Regions from separate parts of the Mus musculus genome. Here region 2 is linked to region 1. Evidence: chromatin contacts called from public capture Hi-C data. All regions are on one chromosome and are shown on one strand. Each heading gives the region's core, a stretch centred on a gene start, on an enhancer-like site or on the middle of the called end of the contact. The rest is flanking DNA. Distances are from core to core; before and after follow the strand shown.

Evidence for each region. Capture Hi-C pulls out chosen DNA fragments and counts their contacts.
Region 2: a contact with region 1 is called in a capture Hi-C map of embryonic stem cells, with 2.9 times the contacts expected there. The contact joins two enhancer-like sites. A contact is called at or near these places in 1 of 39 promoter capture datasets (stem cell-derived epiblast-like cells) and 1 of 9 other capture datasets (embryonic stem cells).

The regions. Positions count from the first base shown.
Region 1 is chr7:27,754,665-27,759,821 of GRCm38.p6, forward strand. No RefSeq gene overlaps it. Among named protein-coding and RNA genes, the nearest start is that of Gm10046, 8.4 kb to the right of the region's middle. Within about 2 kb of position 2,062, at least 70 of the 459 cell types and tissues checked have an H3K27ac peak or open chromatin away from gene starts, as enhancers often do. A contact at or near this core is called in embryonic stem cells, where this site is marked.
Region 2 is chr7:28,193,815-28,198,816 of GRCm38.p6, forward strand. It overlaps a transcript of Dyrk1b not described here. Among named protein-coding and RNA genes, the nearest start is that of Dyrk1b, 16 kb to the left of the region's middle. Within about 2 kb of position 1,772, at least 25 of the 459 cell types and tissues checked have an H3K27ac peak or open chromatin away from gene starts, as enhancers often do. A contact at or near this core is called in embryonic stem cells, where this site is marked.

The DNA of each region.
Region 1 (5,157 bases), core at 812-3,311:
ATGATCTGGTAGGTTTTCACATGTCATTACTGGTACAAATAAATTATCCACAGCCAGATGGTTGTACACTTGTGTTAGATATGTAGTCTGTTGTTTGTCTGTTTTTTTTTTTTTTTTTTTTCGAAAGACAGGGTTTCTCTGTATAGTCTTGGCTGTCCTGGAACTCACTTTGTAGACCAGGCTGGCCTTGAACTCAGAAATCTGCCTGCCTCTGCCTCCCAAGTGCTGGGATTAAAGGCGTGTGCTACCACTGCCCGGCAATGCCTGCTTTCTTAGATAGAGCCATTCAGTGATAGGCATGGCCAGAAAGTTGATATTCCATAGAATTCAGAATAGCCCAAAGGCAGCCCAGCTGTTCTCCATGTGTGCTCATCAGGTGTCCGGTGTGAGGAACCTCATTGCATGTCAGTGACTCTTTTGCACAAGTTATGGTACCTAGGTTTCTGTTGTCGTTAGTTACCATCCATCAAAGTGAAAGCAGTCACTCTGAGTTCCCCAGTGAGTACTCAATTTTTCAGCCCTCTCCCCACAGTCAGTACACTCTGCTTATATAGTTACAGAAATGGTGATATTTAATAATTGGCTATGGCTATCTGGAATAGATTCTTTTATTTCACTAAGGTTCTGCTGTGTGGCTGGCCAATGGGAAGTATTTTGGCAATTCTAGAGTCCTTTAAAATCGCTTAGTATTTTAATCTGGGTTTAAGGCATTAAAAAGCAACAGAACAGTTTTCTAAAACTTCTGTAAGTTTAGTTGCCTTATTTTGTCAGCAGTAGCAGGGCGATACAATCCAACACCACCAGCAGACAGAGGAGTCTCTTCACCCTTTGGGACCCAGGATACAGTTTTGTTTCTTAAAAGCTTACACTGAGAAGGGCTTGGGGATTCACACTAGGATCCATATCACCAGTGCAGCTGCTGGCCAGCTAATAAAGACTTAATATTGGCTTAAGCCTGCCTCCAAGTAGTCTCTGGTGGATAGGTCACAACACTTCAGGAGGTTCCACTAAGATCCCTAGAGACCAAACCTCAAGACACGGGAGGCCTCGGAGGCTCTCAAGAGCAGGAAGAGTGGTGTTGACATAGTATGCAACCTGAAGACTTTCCGGGTCCCCCAAGACTCCCCTTGATCAATCACTGCCTAACGCTTGGGAAGAGTCTGAGGCCTCGACTCCCAAAGGAAACAAATTAAAACGTTGCTTGGTCTGTCACCTCCAAATATAAGTCTGGTTAAAGCATGACCCGTCCAGCAGGTCCAGTTATTCGAGGGTCTAGAGGGGACCTTCTCCTAAGAACCAAATGGTGGGTAGAGAGAGACGAGGGTCTTGTGTGAATAACGACACGGAAATGTTCTGAATTGCATCAAGACCCCACTGTATTGAGAAAGGCCCAAGGCTTAAATGCACAAGCAAAAGGGGAAGTACAGGTACTTATCAGTGGGAGGGGTGGGGCAATACAAGCAAAAGGAGAAGTACTTATCAGTGGGAGGGGGGCAATAGAAATTTCTTCTTTTGGCAGCTACAGAGTAGCTTTTGGTAAGCAGGAACTTGGTGGTATCAGGGTGTGGTCAGGACATCGATGATGACTTAGGGCTGGAACATTCTGTGGTTGTTCTTGGAATCGGAGTGTCGGTGGCCTGCTTTTGACCCCCTTTTCTTCTGGGGGGGGTGGGGAGAGGCCCAATTCAGAGATCAGGACAATTGTGTTGTCTTAATAGCTCCCAACAAAGGCACCTTCTGTTTAGGACACAAAGGAAAGGCCAGATGTGGTTAATGACCCATTGTCTTGAGCCAGTGTCTGGGATCCAAAGCTTTGCACACCCCCTAGTCTGATCAGGCATATGGTTGTTAAGTGGCTACTGGTTGTCTTTAGTTTGTGTGCTTATGTGTGAATCTCCCTGTGTGTTTCTGTTAGTTCCGTTTATTGGAGAAACATCTAAAATGAAGGAGTGATCCAACTGCTGCCCGGGAGTTACCCCCTCAATCTCAAATGCAGAGCCACCTCGAATCCCTTTTTAGCACAGTGACTGTGGCTGCAGCAGCGGCTGTTGCTGTTGCTATGGAGATGGATGACTGCAATGGCAGCTGTGAGCTGCTTGGCCCAAAGAAGAGTTTTGCAGATGAGAACGGGTTTGATGTCTGTTTCTTGTTTGGAAAAGCTCTGGACCTTCTTTGAAATCAACTGGCCATCTTTTGGAGTCAAGTGGCCCACTAATGGTTCACTCCTAAAATATGCAACCCCAGCCACCTTGAACAGTTTCCCTATAATGACTAGTTGGCTTTCTCTAGTGGAAGACATCCCACTCCCAGCTCAGGATCTGTGCTCTCCTGTTAGGGGACCCAAACACTTTAGGCTCCACCAGGTCTTCCAGAAAACAACAAACAAAACAAAACCCTGTTCTCTCAGCCCTCCAGGCTCCTGGAGCACCTGCTTGCTTCTTTTCTTTACTCCCACCCTTTGTCCTGATCAGCCCCTTTTTCTGTATGGAGACACAAAAGAGTCCCCAGGCACCTAAGTGAGTTGCACACAGGGAGGGAGGAATAGTCTCTCTTTGTTCCCTTCTTACTTGCTGTAAGCCGCCTATTGCACCCATTGGACAGAGAAAGGAAAAACACTCCCTCTTTCTTCTTTCATAGTTCATGTCTTCTTTTCAATCATTGACCTACGATGTGTTAGAATAGCGGCTAGCAAGCAGTTCCACATGTAAGAGCTTTTACTGGGGACAAAGAGGGTAAAGAGAGAAAGACAAAGGGGAACAGAAAAAAAGAGGTGGAAAAAAGTGGGGAAAACTCTATCATTTATATAGGCTGTGACTAATCTGTTTGCAAGTGAGTGTGGGAAGTGGGCTCTGGGAAGGTATGTGGTCGCCATAGCAACAGGTGACATGACACCTAGGTGCCACATCTTGAGTTTGGAGTGGATCTGCAAAACTGGTCTTTTGATGCCAACAACCTATAGAATTGGAAAACTTAAAACCCACTATTCTCAGAAAAATGCATCTGCTTAGGTAGAAGGATTGCTACCAGATAGTGCAGCCAAGATAGAATGGATTTTCCCTTCTGTCCAACACTGACCAAACAGGTGATTTTCTCTAGGCCCTTTTCAGAAGGGTTAAAGACAGCTGCTAAAAAGATTGCCTTGTCACATAGCAATCCCAGGTATGAGGAAAATGTTTATGCAAATTAGATGAATTTCAATGTATAAATAGGTCCCAGTTTCTGGAGGTAGCTCAAAAGGTAACAAAAACAACTGATTGAGAGAAAAGACCCTTTGCGTAAACTGAAAGCCACAATCACCTTCTTGATTGATGAGACAGTTAGACTACAGATACCCAAGAAAATATTGGTGTCTTGCCCTCTGTCAGAAGAATATCTTCTAGCTGAAAGTCTTGCCACCAATCAAAAGATACAGTTGGACTATCTTTCAGATTGACAACAAAGATTCCTGTGGGTGAGTCCTAGGGAGAAACCGAATCCCTAGGACTGGCCCAACACCAAATTTAACTAACCAATTTCTACTCTACCAGATTTTTAAAAAATTACACAGTTGCCCTAGAAACAAAAGAAGGAAATCACAGTTCATACTGCCTGGTTTAGAGAAACCGACTTAGAACATGCCTCTTCTGCCAGTGAAGAAACCTGGGACCTCTGACTAGAGAATCGTCCAAACTCCAAAGAAAACAAACAAGAGAATAGTGATCAGCCACCCGATGGTCCTGAAACGGTATACTTTCATGAGTCTAATTCCTCCAGAAAAAGAGGTGTACATTGTCTTGGACCTGAAAGATGCATTCTTCAACCTCCCATTGGCAGAGATGACTCAACCTGTATTTGTTTTAAAATAGAACCAAGGGAGGTTACAGAGGGCCAGGTTGCCCCAAGAATTTAAATGTTTTCCAACTATGTTTGATGAAACTGAAAGAGTAGTAAACTCAGTGCTCCAAGGTATGCTAATCATAAAACAGATAGCAACATTCCTCCACCCACCCGCTTCCTGGGTTCAAGGAGTGTTCATTCAAAGAAAGTCACCCTGACCCACCCTGACCATTGCTGGAACCCACTATGCAAAGGTGCTATTGTTAGGGGGCTCTTAGAAACTGTCTTGAGAGTTAACAATTACCATTCCTTGTGACACCTGTGACTTTGTACTTCCTTGTGACTCTTAACTGGTATTTTTGGTATTTTCCAACAACGCCCTTCCCACCTCCTTGAGTTGTGGTTTCTTCTTTAAATACCCCCTTATCCAGCTACTCAGGGCGCCACGGTCCTCTACCCCTGCGTGGTGTATGACTGTGGGCCCGAGAGCGCTCTTGAATAAAAATCCTCTTGCAATTTGCAGCAAGACCGTTTCTTGTGGGTGATTTTGGGGTGTCGCCTCTCCTGAGTCAGAACGTGGGGGAGTCCTCACGTTGTGGCTCTTTCAAAACATTAAGTGCTGACTTCTTGCCCTTTTGTCAGCTATTTCCTGGAACTATACTGTTATGATATATAGATGACCTCCTCCTAGCCTCTAAAACTAAAATAGATTATAAACTAAAATTCTGTTATAAAATAGATTAAAACTAAATAGATTGTAATCCCACTGATGAACTGCTAAAAGAGTTACAAGGCTTCAAAATGTTGTTTCATTTGAAAGCCCCACTTTCTACATCAGAGGGGACCTGATGAGGAAAGCAAATGGGAGCCTATCAGAGTAGGATTTCTGCTATCCTTCAGATCCCAAATCCAAAGACTAAGAGACAGGTTCAAGAGTTCCCAGGCAGCTAGGAGTTGCTGCCTCTGAATACCAGTGTTTTTGGAAATAGCAGATCCTCTATACACTAACAGAAATGAGAGCACTGAGCCCCTAATTTGGACTGAAACTAATCAAAGGCATTTGAGGCTTTAAAACCAGCTCTGACTTCGGCTATAGCCCTAGCACTTCTAGACATCTCAAAACCTTTGCATCTGTTTGTCCATGGAACAAAAGGCATTGCAAAGAGGGCTTTGACTCAAACACTGAGGCCATGAAAATGTCCTGGGACATACCTGTCCTAATGATAATTACAGGAAGCCTCACCTGTCTAAGAGCTGTGGCAGCTTTTGCTAGTCTAATGGAAAAGAAAAAACAAAACAAACAAACAAAACCAGAGACAGGATCTTACACTCACAGAACCC
Region 2 (5,002 bases), core at 522-3,021, 440 kb after region 1:
GCTGGCACTCCTCACCAGTGGCTCTGGCCTGTGACATTCTAATAAGAATTATTGTATTTTTGTTGTTGTTAGTTTATTTCTATAGTGGCTGTGTTGGCATGAACTCAAGGTGTCCATTTCGTAGCTGTCTGACCCAGTGTTGCTCTGACTGTTTTGTCCAAGCTGCTGCTGCCTTCCGGGCAGGCTCCTGCATCCTCCCTGTTTTCTCTCCTTGTGTTTTCTCTGTGCCCCTGCACCGTGTCACAGATTCATGGGCTTTTTTCCAGGCAGCTCTGATCCCTTCTACTGGAGAACAGTGTTAGACTCAGGTCTAGGCATGGGGTGTGCCACTACTTCCTGTCCTAGCTGGTGCTGCCTAGGGTATCACTCATCTGTAGCCTCCCACACGCACATCTCTGTATCCCTCTGTTCATGCCTCTGACTCAGGTCAGCACCTAGGAGCCACACAGATTCCTGCTTCCTTGGGACCTTCTAGATGGCAAGCAAACTCCTTTGTGTGCTTTTCGTTCTTGTCTGGTCATCTTGGCAGAAGCTAGCAGCATGACCAGGCCTGCATGTGAAGCACTTCTCTCTGCAGCCAGACTTTGCCTGCCATTCTGCTGACCCCAGAGACAGCATCTAGCAAGTCCCAGTGTTTCACCATTTACTTACTGTCTGGGAGCTCTCCTCGCTCGCCTCAACTTCTAGCAGTCTCACAATCACAGTCTTGTTTCCTACCTGTGCTGGTATGTCTCCTCGTCTCCTCCTACTCTCGAGGCTTGTGAAACACCCTCTGCCCCTGGTAGTCCTTGGGCTGTCAGCTCTGTATGCTGCCTCACCCTGCCCTCTCTCAGAGTGACCCTTGAGTGGCCACCGGCTCACCCAGCCTGTCCACAGGGGCTTGCATCTCCCTTCTGCCACTCTGCCTCACCCATTGCCGTCCTCCCACTCCCAACCCCCATTTTCAGCCCTGTTAAACTCTGTGGGAAACCACTAACTCAGAAGCTCCCCAGTGTGTAGCCACAAGGAAACAGACCTCCAGGAGTCTGTTCATTCCTGCAGAGGCCCTATAGAGTGGGGGGAAAGGAGGTCTGCCTCTGTGTCTGTCATGGTCGGCCCTGGGTGTCCTCTTGAGTCACATCTGCACCACAGCTCCTGTCTCTTAATACATGTTGGAGCTGCCCCTCCAGGAACCTTCAGATGTCACCATCCCTGCCTAGAGTCAGGGCTCTGCTGTGTGTCACAGCATCCAGAGTAGCTGACAGATTCTCTGGGTGTTGGCCACATTACAAGTCTGCCACTGTGGAGTCTGGCTGTGAGGACAGCAAGTTGGTGACCATGAGCTGTCAGTATGGCCATTTGATCCATCTTAGAATGACCAGTGTGGTGACACAGACCTGTCCCAGCACTTGAGAGGCAGATGATCACAAGTTTTGAGGCCAGCCTGGTTTCAGAAGCCCAAAGTATACCAATAACTGCCGACCATGTCACAGTAGCTTCCCCAAGCCAGGCACAGGCTTGAGCCTTTGTAGGCTTGTGTTCAGTTACTGCTTAGTCTTCCCAGAAGATGTGCTGGGGATAGGGCCTGGGCCTGGAGACTCAGCCATACCATAGACAAGATTCAGTCACCTTGGAACAGGCTCTCAATAAGGCATCTGGAGTTTAAACTTATCACCTGTTTTGTTTAAGACAGGAGTCTTGGAGCTGGAGAGACAGCTAGGCAATTAAGAGTACTTGATGCTCTATAGAGGACAGAGCTTCAGCTCTTTATGTGGCGGCTCACAGCCATCCATAACTTTAGTTCCAGAGACTCCAATGCCCTCTGCTGACCTCTATAGTCACCAGGCACACATGCATATATGCAGGCAGAACATTCATACACAAAAGATACTATTTAAAAGCCAGGTATAGTGGATCAGCCTTTAATCCCAGCATTTGGGAGCTAGAAGCAGGCAGAGCTCTGAATTCAGGTCCAGCCTGGATCTATAGAGAGAGTTCCAGGGCACCTGGGCGCTACACAGTGAGACCTGTCTGAAAAAAAAAAGAGAGAAGGCAAGGCTGGGGAGCCCAGCTTTACCTCAGACTCACTGTAGTTTGACCTTGACCCCTGACTCTCCTGCTTCCACCTCCCAGCCTGCTGGGTCTCCAGGCCTGCGCCTATGACCAGGCTCAAGCCTTTTTCAGATAGAAAGGCAGGCATCCTGGGCCTCTGGGCGTGCCTTTAACCACTTTCTTCCTTGGAGCTCTGGTTTTTTTTTTTGACTTCTCCCTTTAGGAAGAGCTTCAGTGCCTTCCTTCACCAGCGGCTAAAACTTTCCTTTGTCTTCAGTTGTCCTGAAGAAAAAGGAATTCTTCATTTCAGGGAAGTTTAAACACCTAAAAGCAGAAAGCCCTAATATACTCCTGTCCTAATATAAATCCTGCTGTCATCTTTAACTGCTGACTTCACCCCTCCCCAACCCCTCTGCTTGCTGTCCTAGCAAACTCAAGTATGTCTAATAAAGGGGCTTTTTATTTTATTTTTTCCTTTTTGAGACTGTCTCAGTGTAGCCCTGGCTGATCTAAAACTTCCTCTGTAGACCAGGCTAGTCTTGAACTCACAGAGCTTCCACCTGCCTCTGCCTCCCAAGTGCTGAGATTAACAGTGTGTCCCACCAGGCCTGGCTACTGGAAGGGCTTTTTAAGGAAAGGCTCACCATGATGTGATTCTTTGACCCAAGTTACTCATCTGCTGGCCAGCTGAGTCCCTTCCTAGTCCTCGGTTCCCTTTCTCCTACTTTTCTTTGCATGGTGTCGTGTCGCCCTGGAGATCTTCCTGTAACCTTACACTCAGGGCCTGTCTCCTCGACTCTCTGCTGAAAGTGATCCTTCTTAAAGATGGGCCAGGTTGTTTGGCAGTCATGTCCCCTGGAGTAGGACATTTAATCTGCCCGTGGCGGCTTGCCACGGTTGTGGCCTCTTCCCTTATTTGGCTTCGTTTCTGGATCCCTGTCCACTCCGGCCAGGTCAGGCCTCCTGGGGTGCACCTCGCTTGCTCGCTCTCTCGCCCGCTGTAACTTTGTGCAGAGCACACAGCATCCATACTAGTCAAAGGGAGCATGAATGATGGCCGTTGCCTGCTGGGAGCTTCAAGAGGGAATAAATGAGGCCAGTCTGCCCTGCTGTGTCCCAGTACCACCCAGACCACCCACCACGGGGCCCAGCACTCAGTGCTCAGGAGCCATGTCCAGAATGAGTGATGTTAGGATGGTGGGTGGGTGGCTGGGTGGGATGGATGGATGGATGCTTGTCAAGCTCAGAAGTTAGCCACTTACCATGAAAGCAATAGGCAGCCACAGAAGTGTGTGCAGCAGAACCGGCCCATTTCCTCAGCCTTGAATGTGCATTTGAATTCTCTGGGACATGGGAAGGGCCCAAGATACCACACTTCTAAGGGGCCCAAGATGTGATGGCCTGAGACAGCAAGGGCCTTGATGTGCTGTTCAGTCAGTAGTGACCAGGACCAGTGTCTTAGAGCACTTGAGAATGTGGCTCGTGTGAATTGAGATATATTTTAAGTGTAAAACGCCCACCTGATTTGAAAGATGTGGTACAAAAAATAATTTTTATATTGCTCACATGTTGATATGGTAATATTTTGGATATCTTGGGTTAAATAAAATATATTATTAAAATTAATTTATATTTGTTTTTATTAAGTGGCTACTAGAAAGTTTAAACCTTTTAATCCCAGCACTTGGGAGGCAGAGGCAGGCGGATTTTTGAGTTCGAGGCCAGCCTGGTCTACAAAGTGAGTTCCAGGACAGCCAAGGCTACACAGAGAAACCCTGTCTCGAAAAAAACAAACAAACAAAAAGTTTAAACTCGGGCCATCAGAATGGCTTAGCAAGTGAAAATGCTTGCCATCACACCTGATGACCTGAGTTCAAGCCCCAGAGCCCACATGTTGAAAGGAGAGACTCGGCCCCTCACTTTGTTCTCTGGCTTTCATACAGGTGCTGTGGCACGTGCCAAACATCCGTACAAAGAGGAATATGGTTTTGGTTTTGGTTTTTGCAGGGGTAGAAGGGCATGAATACGTTTTTAATGCAATAAAGTTTTAATAATAAAATTGAAATTGCACTGGCTGCTGTGTTTTAGATGTACTCCTGCTGAGTCTGAGTCCAGGGCGCTCTGAACTCCATGTTGTGATCACAGCGTTCAAGACTGCCCTCTCTATGCGACATCCTCCTCTCCTTTTTCCCTGTAACCAAATCCAGGTGTCTGGATTGGCTGTTGGTATGTCTCTTCCTAGGTAGGTGTGGCACACGCCTATACTCCCAGCCCTCTGGAAGGCTGAGGCAGGAAGACCACAATTTTGAGACCAGCCTGGGCTACATGAGATCCTGTCTCACAACAAGTGGTCTCATCCAGAGATTTCTCCCGTGGTCCTTTCAAGGAAGCTTCCAGGAGCTTTGTGGGGTTTCCACAGCTCTGTGCGTTCCCCTGGCCACTGTCAGCATCTGTGTGTGTGCCCCAAGTACTCACATGTGGAGTGTCTGTGCATTTTATGTACATGTGTGTAGAAGCCAGAGTTGGCATTGAGGTGTCTCACTTGAACTCAGCTCACTGACAGCTACTCTGGCTAGCCAGCTTCCTCCAGGGAGCCCCAACCTGCCTACTGGTTTCTGGGAATATAGGCAGCTACAACCACCACCTAGTTTAAAATCACCAAAAATCTTCCTCTTGGATAGCTGATTAAATGACTTGGTGGATAAGAACATTTGCGGTTCTTGTAGAAGACACAGGTTTGGCCCCAAGTACTCATGTGACTGTTAACCACCTTCTGTAAATGCAGCACAAAGTAGCTGATACCTCTTCTCACCACAAGGAACATGTGTAGCGCATAAACATATGTGCAGGCAGAACACACAAAGCAATATTGGTGTATCTCCAGTTACATTCATATGCTTGTTGCGTGCACACGCATGTGTTCGTGTGTGTGCGTGCACATTCATGTATGCATACATGTGAGACTAAAAGG